Linked DNA regions of Mus musculus: region 1 is linked to region 2. Evidence: chromatin contacts called from public HiChIP or PLAC-seq data. All regions are on one chromosome and are shown on one strand. Each heading gives the region's core, a stretch centred on a gene start, on an enhancer-like site or on the middle of the called end of the contact. The rest is flanking DNA. Distances are from core to core; before and after follow the strand shown.

Region 1 (6,558 bases), core at 3,461-5,960, 170 kb before region 2:
TTGAAGGACATCAAGGTGAAAGGCTAATAGGACCATCCTACAATTTGGTCTTCAATTCTTGTAGAATCCAAAGCTGGTCTTTACAGATTGACCCTCATCTTGGGAAGAAGTGAGAAAGATACCATAGGGGTGTATGAGGCTACCAAGTGGGAAAAAGGAAGCTTGGGGATTTGCAAAAGGAAGAGAGAAAGAGAGATGTAGCCTAGGGCCACCGCATAGCTAGAATGAGCTGGGAATGGGTATCACTCAATGGCTCTCAATTGTACTGATTGCAAAATGAGTTACGGATAAACAGAAGGGTCATGTGAAGAAAGAAAAAATAGCTGTGGGTGTGGTATGAAGACTGGATTTCCTTGGAGATTCTTCAGTCTGCAGTTCCTGTGGTTGGAGGGGAGTGAGAGTCTGTTCCAAGGAGGAAGAGAGAGGGGGAGGGAGGGGCAGGAGAAGGGGAGAGGGGAGAGGGGAGGGGAGAGGGGAGGGGGGGAGGAGAGAGGGAGACAGGAGTAGGGAGAGGGGAGAGGAAGAGGATGCTGTAAAGATAAGAATACACCAAAGGAGGGGTGGAGGGAGGAGAGAGTCAAGGGGAGTTCAGAAGAGGCTGTGTGAAAAGGAAAGGGGAAATAAATGGCTGGATCAGTCAGCTCAAGGAGGGAAGGTGGCAGAAAGGAAGTATATGAATGGAAACAGAAAGTGCAGAGACATCTGAGAGAAAATAGAGGGTTTGTTTATGCTTTGTTGGATGTTGTTAATCCTCCAAACAAAAGTAGAAAGTGGAGTTGTGACTGGGCTCTCAACACCCATGAGATCTGAGTGGAGGAAGATCTATACAGTACTGGGAGGTTGTGTGGACAAAGTCTCAGGAACGTAGAAAAGAGGCAAATTAAGCGACTGCTAAGAAGTGCAGAGCAGGTTGTGTGCTAAAGCCACAGGGCCATCACAAGTCTCCTTGGGTGCGAAGCCTGGGTGCGCTGGCTATCAGCTGTGAAGTCGGGTGATGCCAGTTTCTTGGCTTGTGAAATGGAGGGGTCACTAACTGCACACTCAACCCTTTATGACACCTGCAGTGACTTAAGTGATGAGCAATTCTAAAACCTTTTTATGTAGTGGGCCCAAGCACAACCAATATCCATGCTGAAGATAATGTTGGTTTAAAAGAAAGTCAGTACCTTGGCTCATTGCAAGTCAGCCAAAGAGAATTTTTTTCAAGTGGGCAGCCATAGGACACTGCTACCTTTAGTGTCGAGGGCACAACCACACTTAAGTTCAGCTGTGTCCTGTAAACACAGAGCCACAGAAGCCCTGTCCTTCCTGGGAAGCAGCAACAATGGCCTCAACCAAAGCCTGTGATTGACACTTTAAGGTCAATCTGTCTTTACAACAACTGGGTAGGGAATTGTTTAGGTTGAAGGTGAAGGTACATTACAATTCAAGTTCTTTTTTTTTTCTCTCCTTTTCTATTTTCTTTTTCTTTCTTTTTTCTTTTTTAAACTCGGAAGTCCTCAATTTAAGCATAGAGCACATCCTTCTTGTGGCAAGGATGAAAGACAAGAAAGGCCTTGAAGTCTTCAATCATTGCTCTGCAAACCCTGTGGTCTCTTGAATAAAAACAGAAATTGAGAGAACAAGGAGGAGACAATCACTGAAAGTTCCAGAAAGAGATTGGATATACAATTCATAGTTCAAGCAACAGGAGATCGGATGACACGATGAGAAATAAGAAAAGAAAGGGCATTGCAAAAGAAGGAGATAAGGGAAATAAAGAAGCTGGTGTTTAAAAAAAAAAAAACAGAAGGCACAAGGAAATTGAAAATATACAGAGATAGAGGAGCTGGACCAGATGAAATGAAGAGGCAGGCCAAGAAGATGAGATAAACACAGAATACAGATCAGGCTAAGGAAAAAAACTCCTCGATCACATTGCCATAGAACAGGAAGGGGCAGGACTAGACCCTTGGAGTCCAGGCATTTGCTTTACCCAGCATTTCTCAAGCACAAGCTATTCGCTGGTCAAACTGACAGTGCGCGATGCTTTTATTTCTAAATCCAAATCAAATGGAATGTTCTAGTCATTACAACTCTGCAGTAAGGTTTTAGATGTTGATCCAGTGAGAAGATAAAATACTTCCAAACTTACAAATCATTTTTACTATTAGTGACAAAAGCATATTTAGTCATAGTTGTAAACTTGTAACTCATATTTAATCTGCTAGCTAAACTAGCTTCTGCTTTTCAACAGCTACCACAGCAGGAAAATGCCCAGCACCACTGAATGGCATTTAACCACTAAAAGTGACAAACAGATTGTTCTAATAGTGTCAACACATAGAAATGTACGTGCCACCTAAGAGAAAATGCACCTATAGTGGGTAGCACTATAAAAGCCATCCAAGTGTGTATACATTTGGAAAGATTAAGGTCAATGTGGATTGATATAGATTGTTAAAACAGCATGGGTTAGTCATTTTCCTTAACCTTTTTTCAGGTAGCTGGAACACACTGTAGAGCAGAGGGCGGGGCACCCAAGGGAGTGTTCACAACAGCACAATGTTTCTAAGAATGCCTCTCTCAGCTCCCTCATCATCCTAAGCACCAGTGCCCGTCCATCTTCTGACCCACTAGACAGGAACTGGCTGGCGGCTCATTCTGGAAGGTGCTTGCTTTCCAAACAAGAGGATCCAGAGTTTGATTGTTAGATCCCTTATGAAAACGCCATGCATGGTGGCATGCACTTAGAATCCTAGTGCTAGGGAGGCAGGCAAGTGAGACCCAGGATAAGTGGCCAGCCCAGCTAGCTAAATCAGTGCGTCCAAGATCCAGGGAGAGATCCTGCTTCAAAACTGTGGAAAAGGGAGAGTGAGAAAGACATCTGACATCAACCTCTCACCTCCACAAGCTCATGTGCACGTCAACACACGTGTGCACGAGTGGGTGCTGATGCAGACAGACAGTACACATGTGCAGATGCATGAACTATGGGATAGGGAGCTAGGGAGATGCCCCGTTAGTGATGCATTTATCTCACACACGTGAGGATCTGAGTTCAACCCCTAGAAGCCATGTTAAAGACCAGGCATGGTATAGTATGCACGTTTAACCTAGTGCTGGAGAGGTAGAGACAGGAAGATTCCTGGGACATACTCTTTAGTTGTCTACCCTAATTGATGATTTTCAGGCCAGTGAGATACTCTGTCTCATAGGAGGTAGATGTGGTAATGTTCTTGAAGACAACACCTGAGGCTATCCTCTAACCTCTATACACATAAGCATATGTATACACTTGCATTGCACACGCTCAAACACTAAACACACACACACACAGAGCAAGCAAGCAAACAACAGCAACAATACCTGCTCCTAAGTCCCTAATGTGTGTGCTCAGCCGCAATCAGCATGGTAGACTTTAACACATGGCAATGCGACTGTGAAATCCCAGTCTCCAGGTTCAGGTCTTGGTTCTATTATTCTTGCTCAGTCTTATTTAGCTCTCTTGCAGTTCGGTTTGTTTATATGTAAAACAAGGATTGAATTACCACCTCCCTTGAAGATCACATGAATGCTAAATGGCAAAACAACATCAGAAGCAATCAGGCCAGGGTTCTTCACCCGCATCCTCAGGAGTATCACCTATTTTTAGATGCCCATACAGATCATCTGCAGAGACGCGTGAGTTAGTCAGTACCAAGTCAGTGGGAGAAAGGATCTGCATGCAGGCAAATTACAATGTGGAAGGCACCGGAGGGAGGCTCATTCTGGAAGGAAAAGACTGAGCCAGGCACTGAGGGAGGAATCATGGGTAGGATTCTGATGATCGAAATAAGGCAGCAAACACTGAGCCAGAGTGACTTATCTCTGTGAGCTTCTAAGACTCCTGCAACAGTGAAAGCTGCTTAATTTTACTTAACCCAAACTCCAGGCTAAAACAAACAAACAAACAAACAAACATCAGAACTATATTTAATTTTCCAAGTTTTTTGGCCAAGAGTGTTCACTGCATTTAACAGCTGTAACTACCATTGGACTCAAACTTTATGCAATATAAAAATGCCCATAGTAGTATTTCTTTGATCCTTTTTCCCCTTTGGTTTATGCTCTTGAGACAGATTGGAGGATGTGAGCCATCATTTAGCCACATCGCCACAAAAGCAATGATTAAGTTCTTTCTCCCCAGAGTCCCACCATGCCAGCTACCCTTCCTCAGCACCTTCACTCTCTGTTTTCTCATCTTTACCCATAAGAGTGAGCATGGACATCCTGCCCAGCACTCACAAAGCCCAGGGCATAGGTTTTTTTCAATAACACATCTTCACTGGGCTATTTCCCTGTGACGGCTTTATCTGCACTTTCTTTTTCATCTCACCCTCCTCTGTGAACAGGAGAAAGCTTTTAGCCGAGAGAGACAGATAGAGAAAGCACCCCAGGCTTTGGACATTTTTGATAACGTTGAGATATGCAGGGGAAAAAAAAATCTATGAAGAAACCCTTGGTTTTCCATAGCATGCTGACATGTCTCTAACAAAAGGCTGATGGGCTTCTGCTTCTCAGCCCACTCCATCTGCCTTTGCTGAAAACCTTCGGCTCTGGCCTAAATCTCCCAACTATCTATTTGCTTTGACAGACTGGGAGGGGAATTCCCCCACATATGACATCTCCATAAGTGAGAACACAGTGAGGTGATTGGACCTGTTCCCAGGATGTGTTTATTCTTGTCTGTGTGATAGATTAAGTGGAATTTTCTTTTTGAACAGCTAAGTGCAATTTAGAGGTCTCGGGTGATGATCTCAAGCATAGCTCAGATAGTGAAAAAAACATTCCATGAGTAAATCCTGGCCCCCTGGAAGGTGCTCACATACCAGAGAGGGCAGAGAGGGTTCCTCTCTTTGAGGCTACCAAGGATAATTCCAAAGACACTTCATATAGTAGGAGTATATGTCAGCCTGTTTGGTGTGACACCACACGGCTCCTTACCACTTTCTTGCCTTCAGAACAAATTACCTGAAAATTTCCATTATTCAATATGAGCTAAGGCAACATTTCAATGTAAAAAATAAAATCCTAGGGTCTTCAGTTCAGGATAACAGTAAGCAGGAAGTGTGCTGGTAGCTATTTACATATCCTGTTAGCCTCTTCCAGGACAGTACCCCTGATGTCCACTATCACCCCAAGTCTAACGTGTCCACATGCAAGAGTCATCTTTAATGCCTCTTATACTTACTCCTATCCTGGGCTTACACCCATGACCTGAAATCTGGACACCATGTGAATCTCCCACTCCCTCACCACAACGGCAAGAGAACAATTATTTCCGCTGCCCAATTAAATTAAGCCACATGAAATTGTCCCTCTTGGATCATTTTTTGCTAAGAGCAAACAGCCTTAGACCCATCTAATGTATCATTTAAATCCCGCAAGTCCAAGCCCCTTCCATCCCCTTTACCCTTGGCGTGAGAGCTCTTATCTAATATTGGTCTTTCTGCCCTCATATCAAGTTCTTCCAAGCCATTTTATGTAATCTTTCTCTTCACAGAAAGGCAACCATGACACTTTCTGCTTAAAAACTTTCAGACCATGCTTGTAATCCCAGCCCTCAAGGGATTGAAGCAGGAAAACCATCATGATTTCCAAGCCAGTCTGGGCTACAGAGCAAGACCTCCTCGTCCCCCTATCCTTGTAGAGAAGATGGTCTTAAAAGGGCAAGCATCTCACAGCAAAGAGAAGCTCCAAGGAGCCCTGTCTCATGGGACCTTAATCTTGGACTTATGACTTCCACAGCAGTGAGAAACTCCATTTCTGTTGTTCAAGGCTCCCAGGCTCTGGTATTTTATTAGGTAGCCTTGGCAAACTAATATGCCGCCCTTCACTAAGCTACATTTCTTAGATGCAAGTAACACATCTTCATCTCTATCCTCAAAGCCTTCACAGGGCCAGCCTGGCAAGGAACAAGGGTTTACTAAACACTTGATGAAATAGCAAATAAAAGAATTTGTAACAGAGTAGTGGGAGGCAGTTAGAAAGTCATACATTTAGTGACAAAGTAAACTTCTACATTGACACATATTTCTCTTGTTTTTCTATTTGAAATATACTTATTCCAATCCCCATGTGAGAAGTATTTCTGAACAATGGGTGATGACTACTTGATTTAAAATAATGAGTAACAATCTCATGAGGCTCTCATGAGTCTGTTCTTCTGAGACTGGGGTCTTCCAAAGTCATTGAGTCAAGTCCAATGATTCTCTATTCTAATGGTTCCTATAGGCCTTTAAAAATTAATGCAGTTCCTAACCACCTAATTTATTATCAAAGAGTGTTCTGAACTTTGGATAGAAGAGAGCTCATTAACTATTAAACCATTCCAATCTCCTTATATAAACATTTATTTATAAAATATGTCATAGGATAAAAGTTTTAGGATCTACACGGACAACAGACTGGAATGAAAGGTCTACCACGGTAGGTCTATCTATCTCTTATAGTCTCCCTAAGCTCATTCCTCTGCAGCCTTGACAATCTCCCACCACTTGTAGACCATACACAATATACCCTTAGCCAAGACACAGC
Region 2 (5,972 bases), core at 1,380-3,879:
TTTAATTTTCTCCTCCAGTTTGTTTCCAAAATGATGAGTTTTTCTTTTCTTCTTTTGTTTGTTGAGACCGGGTCTTTCAATGTAGTCCTGCTGTCTTAGAACAAGCTATGTTAAGTAGGCTGGCCTCGAACTCACAGAGATCCACCTGCCAAGTACTGGGTCTAAAGGCATGACCCACCATGGCCAGCAATGGTAGTTTTCTTAAATCAAACACATGCCAAAATGTTTTTGTTTGTATTATATTGGTCCATTTTAAATTTAAGCGATCCACATGGGGGTTCTTAACCAAGGGCACCCTACCTTGTAGGGACTCTTGCTTTAGCCACTGAGAACCCATCAGAAACCAGGTTCTATTGCGAGTGCTTGGGATAGAAAGATGACCACATGATGGTATAAAAGTCCTTATAGCTTACAGCAACAACATCAGTGTTTAATATCTGATACCATAGAGAAGTGATGTACTAAATAGACCTAAGACCTTATCGTTACAGGTGGCCGTCAAAGTCACATTCCACCTCGTGCCCTCTTTTCTCATGGACCAGGAAAATGTCAGAGGAAGCACCTCAGACTACAGAGGGGACACAAGCTGCTGGGGTCAATCCAATTAGGTTGCTGCTGTTCAAGGACATTTACTCTCCAGAGCAGCATGCACACTCTCAGGCTCTCTGGCTGTGCATGCTGGCTCCCAGATCACTTGGTTTTGTTTGCTTTTAATTACTCACCTGCTAAGATCGCCAGTTTGCTTGTTTTTTGTTTCTCTTTATGGGGATTAAAAATGGATTTTCCTGGTTTTGTATGTGTTTTAAAATAATAACAAGAAGAATTATTTCAAGTAGTTATGAGAATAGAATTACATAAATGCAATTAAAAGGAGCTAAAAAATTTTTAATATCTTCTTATCTTCCCAATGTCAGGTTAATTTCTTTAGAACTTAAAAGGTACAAAGCATGCATAATGTTGAAGAAAGGGCATCAAAATAGGCAGATGATACTACCTCTCTCCAGCTGGGTGGCACGTATAGGATAGCTCCATGTAAGTTCGCTCCTTCCTTTTAAAATCTTTTTATAAAATCTTGTGCTAAAAAAAATGTGTTTTTAGGTCAAGTCCAAAATTGTCTAAAGAAGTTGCTTGACTGACTCCTTAGTCTCCACTTCCTTACATTGAGATAACACGATCAAGTTATTTTTCAAGATTCACTTCTTTTTATTTTTATGTGTCTGTGCGTTTTACCTACATAAGTGTTTGTGTACCAGGTGCATACAGTGCTCAGACAAGAAAGGGGCATTGGATCCCCTAGAACTTGAGTTACAGACGGTTGTGAGCTCCTGTACTGGGAATCTAATGCAGCTACTCTAGAAGAGCAGCCAGTGCTCATAACCTCTGAGCTATAACCCCAGTCCTTACAATCACTGCTAAAGAGTACACCACTCACTGAGAAAGAATAAGAAGACAAAGGAGACTCTTGGTCTCTGAGTTTCCATGAAACACCCCGGAAGACACCAAGCCTGGAGTGGGCAGGGCCATTGGGAACAGGAAGGCCATGCCTTGTGTTAGCTGTGCATGTATCCATGCAATCTCCTAGACTTATGAAACAAAATAAGCATAAATTACAAGTAGCTGTGAAGAAAGAAAATCACAGTGAATAATATCAACTCCCCAAATTTTATAGAACATAAAACTTTTTTGACACCACAAAATAATCTGAAGAACTGTCAGCATTTCTAAAGCAAAGCATTTGATGAAGTTGGGCAAGAACGGTCTCAAAATAACACAGGATCCATAAACTCTGGCTAAATGTCACAGGGTAAGTGCTAGAATTGATGTCACAATGCAAGCTGTATTAAGTGGCCTCTACTCAAGATAACAGAAAGGCAAAAGACAGCAGGGAGAACTCAGTGTGGGAGAATCTGGACAATTGTTCTGACTCTCCTACTGTCTGTCATTGTGGAACTTAATCACACCTCCTCAGAGCAGATGCGGGGAGGACAACCTTATGAAGTACACAGACAGTCTTTAACACTCTGCAAGTGTGTGTGTGTATGTGTGTGTGTAGTTGTGTTACACATAAGAGGCAAGAACCATCTATTTTACCATTTCTCAAAACATTCTGACAAACACTGTGGAATTAAACAAAAGGCGATATAGTTTGGCTTGCTAACAAGCTCATACTTGGCAAGGTTTAGAGAGGAGACATAACTCAGTGACCTCTGCAAAAGCAGATACGGCCCTCACTAAATTTTGTTACCATTCTGCACGGCAGAGACCAAGAGATACATACATGCAGACACAGATTCTGTCTACACAGAGCTCACAGCTGAACAGACAGTGTCACGGAATATTCCAGATCCCAGCGCGCAGGTGAGGAAGCTGAACCTGGCCAGAACAGGATCAGAAAGGGCTTTTTTATGCTATTAAAACAAAACAACAACAAAAGTCATCTAGGGATCTAACCGATCTTCAGTTAAAATATCACTGGACACTCAGTGTGGAGCAGCCTGGGAGTGAATGTGAAAGGAGTCACAACACAAACCGGAAGGAGTGGGAGCTTTAAACTACAGCCACAATAGGCAAGCAACAACAGAAGTTTAAACTCATGGCAGGTCACTGAGAACAGAAGGGAGTGGAGAGCACGATTCTATATTTAGGCATGAAGGGAGCAGGCCTGGTGGGTGGATGGAACATGACTGCAGGTGCTGAGACCAATCTCCTAAAAAAAATATTCATCAATTTATAGTTATATCATACAAGGAGCCTTACCACCAGTGTGCATTCATTCCCACTGTCCTGCCAAGTGCAGTTAGACCTTCATAAATGCCTGCATAATTAATCTACCAACTCCCCAAAACACAGTCAGTCATTCTCTGAGAGTTATTGGCTTTGGACTTCTCCAATGAACAGCAAATATTTGGAAATGTATATTACTTTTAAAAAACAGATGAAATGTGCAAAAGAAGGATCTTTTGTTTTTGTGTTGTTGTTGTTTTGGCTTTTGGATTGGTTTGGGGAGACAGGAGTCTCACTATGTAGCACTGGCTGCCCAGAAACTGTTTATGGAGACCAGGATAGCCTGAAAATTAAGTAGATCTGCCTTCTCTGCCCCACCTTGGGTTAAAGGTGTTTGCCACATGCCTGACACAGTCATTTCTTAAACTAAAAAATGCTTGCTTCCATCAGGGAGGAAACACATGGACATAACCTGAAAGAACCTTCATTTTCTAAATTAAAATATGGACCCCACTTAAAACTGTTAGGTATATTACTCTCCCTGAGAGTCTAGGATAAGAAACCCTGAACCCTTCACAAAGGTGCAATGGCAAGAAACTCCATCTGATTCCATGTATTCTGCTGTGTTAAATTTCCCAGTCTCCTGCTTATTATACCTTAGTCTTCCTTGGAACAGGAAAAAACTGCCTTCAGACACACCTCATCTTGCAAAAGGCGATGCAAAAGATAGTTCTCCAACATATATGGATTCACCAGAAAAGGCATCAATTCTAAAATACAGCATAATGATACGACAAATTATATTGTGGTGTGACAGAATAGATGGGCCGAGCATCTGAACCAGCTATTTAGAATTGCTCCTTTTCAGAACAGTATTGACCAGTATGATTCCATCCATCCACAGGCTAAAGTACTCATTGCCCAAGTGAACAAAGTTATGTGCTGTCGTTAAATGTTAACACGCCTTCCCAACAGCAAGAAAGAAATCCTGAAGGTCTGGTCTGCTGCTCTGCCTTTGTACTCCTGCTGGGTAATGTACACATAAGAAAAGAGACAGGTTCTGGAAAGCCACCTCTCTGGGCAGCAAGGGCAGCACATCTGTATCCACTGGGCAGGTGTTGACTCTCTAGGTTCTTGTTACCAGAGAATCGCCATGGATTTCTCCTTCTCTTTAGGTCAGCATTACACCTAAAGGAGAATGAATTTTAAAGACAATCACCTTCCTCTTCCTTCACCTACCTGCCTCTGAGGGACAGTGGGTTCTTTAAGAACCCTTGTCACTGTGCTCAGAACAGGAATGTGATCCTCCTCTTCTATTAGCCCTGCTCTAAAGGCACAGAGAATTCAAGTCCCACCAACATGACAATTTTGCATCCTGCAGTATACGGACTCCCTCAAACAATGTCCCGTGGGAAGGGTGGAACAGCAGACTTCTTAGCAGATATTTTTAGAAGTATAGACTTAAAAATAAGACCAGGGCTTCATTGAAGGCAGGCAGTGGGTCTGCCCTGTCCACTTTTGTATCTCAGCAACCTACAAGCCCAACGGCACATGGTGGGTGCTCCCTAAGTAGCAGCAGCAATAGTAGTAATGGTTGTTGTTGTCTCCTGTTGTTTTTGGTTTTGAGAAAGTAAGGCCCTGGCTAGCCTTGACCTCTCAGAGATCTACCTACCTCTGCCTCCTATGTGGTGGGATTAAAGGTTTGTGCCACCATGCCTGGTCCTCATCAAGAATTTTTAAAAAAAATAAAACATGCTACTTCAATGTGGACAAACTTGAATTTTCCATCCATAATGAAAATATGAGAAAAAGTGTTGGAAAGAAAATTCCATAAAAGCTGGTCCAAGCTTAGATCAGCATACATTTCATTTTGAAACTCTAAATAATTATGATATATTTCAGTGTTTGTGAGAATTGTATTTCTTTAGTTTGGGAAACTGATTAATCATAAAATCTGCTCCCTCATTGGTGGTAGCAAAAACTTCAGAAGACCTGAAGCACACTTCTCTCCCACAGACGAAGGGGAACCCCCAAGAAATCCTAGCTCCACCAAACTCTGTAAATATTAAGAGGATGGCTTGGGCCTCTGTGGAAGACAATAAAATACAAAAGGAAAGAAAAATGATGGAAGTAGTGACTGTCCCCAAGATAGGCAAAGTTTAAAGGGCCTCAAAAAAAAAAAAAAAAGAAAAGAAAAGAAAAAAGAAATAAAAACCCTCTGATGGTTATATGCAAACATCCTTCCGACATTCAGAGCATAAATCATCTCTCAGAGGCCTCCTTGCAGGGTCCTAGTTAATCATTTGGCCATAGTAAACACTAAAAGCAATCAATCTCACAGGCTTTGGAATTTGTAGAAATGCTTGCTGCCCTTACAAGCTAGTTTCTGCAGTTCAAATACTTTTAAGCTTTTCCTTTAGTAGCTAAAAGTTAACTAAAGTGATACACCTTATCTTCAACCATCAGAAAGACTCTTCAACTTAACAAAGTAAAGGTAGACTGCTTAAAAAAAGGGGGAGGGGGCCAGTAGGAAGGTGTTTCCTGTTTGAAATTATGTGTAAAACAGACTCTTCATAGCACCTAAACTCTCTCTACAGACAAAGAAAAGACATAATGCCTTGGTTGAAAAGAAATGCCATCTGGTCAACCTCATAGCCTGTAGTCTATGAAGACACCTAGCTGCTGAAATTGTTGATGAAAACCAACCAGATCCCTAGCACTGCCAAAACCTGCAGTTCCCACACCATTTTCTCCCTTCTGTGTACTGGAGGTGATAAAGACAGTTCTTTTGAAAAACAAGTCCCTCCTGTATAAAAAGTTTGAAGACTACTATCTTTTCTAAAGTTTAGCCTGGTCGCTTGAAGGCAGGCTAAACCTGACATTTCTGTGTCCTTGGAGAGTTTGTGCATTCTTCCTAAGATGGGTTTTAGAAGCTCTGGGACCTACCTCCTGTCCAGGAAGGCACTCAGAGCTGCTGGAATGAAGTCCTGCGCTAACCTGACTTGAAAAGAAAGTGAACAGCAGCACTGACCTTGAAAATTCTGACAGGGAAGCATCTTGATTTTCTGCTTCATTATGTCCAATCTACAGATTCACCACTGACAGTACCCACTTGCTTGTCCACGCTCCGCTGCTTCCTGGAGCCACCACGGTAGCTCTGACATTGGCAAACATACAAACACATACCATCTCTCATAGGCCAAGAGGGTATAGGGAGGTGCAGGTAGTGACAGATGTATTCCTATGCT

The links. HiChIP or PLAC-seq counts read pairs in DNA pulled down with a chosen protein or histone mark.
Region 1: a contact with region 2 is called in an H3K27ac HiChIP or PLAC-seq map of heart atrium, with 7 times the contacts expected there. The contact joins two enhancer-like sites. A contact is called at or near these places in 2 of 484 Hi-C or Micro-C datasets (cardiomyocytes and uterus), 1 of 115 datasets of contacts at active chromatin or transcription factors (heart atrium) and 2 of 9 other capture datasets (adipose tissue and pancreatic islet).

What each region holds. Positions count from the first base shown.
Region 1 is chr5:96,620,968-96,627,525 of GRCm38.p6, reverse strand. All of the region lies in intron 20 of Fras1 (Fraser extracellular matrix complex subunit 1), which reads right to left. Among named protein-coding and RNA genes, the nearest start is that of Gm52781, 83 kb to the left of the region's middle. Within about 2 kb of position 4,710, at least 21 of the 459 cell types and tissues checked have an H3K27ac peak or open chromatin away from gene starts, as enhancers often do. A contact at or near this core is called in heart atrium, where this site is marked.
Region 2 is chr5:96,451,293-96,457,264 of GRCm38.p6, reverse strand. The region is part of intron 2 of Fras1 (Fraser extracellular matrix complex subunit 1); the gene reads right to left. It overlaps Gm33050 (a long non-coding RNA gene), which reads left to right. Exons shown (of 3, transcript XR_389343.2): 2 at 1-5,972. Among named protein-coding and RNA genes, the nearest start is that of Gm33050, 5.2 kb to the left of the region's middle. Within about 2 kb of position 2,629, at least 11 of the 459 cell types and tissues checked have an H3K27ac peak or open chromatin away from gene starts, as enhancers often do. A contact at or near this core is called in heart atrium, where this site is marked.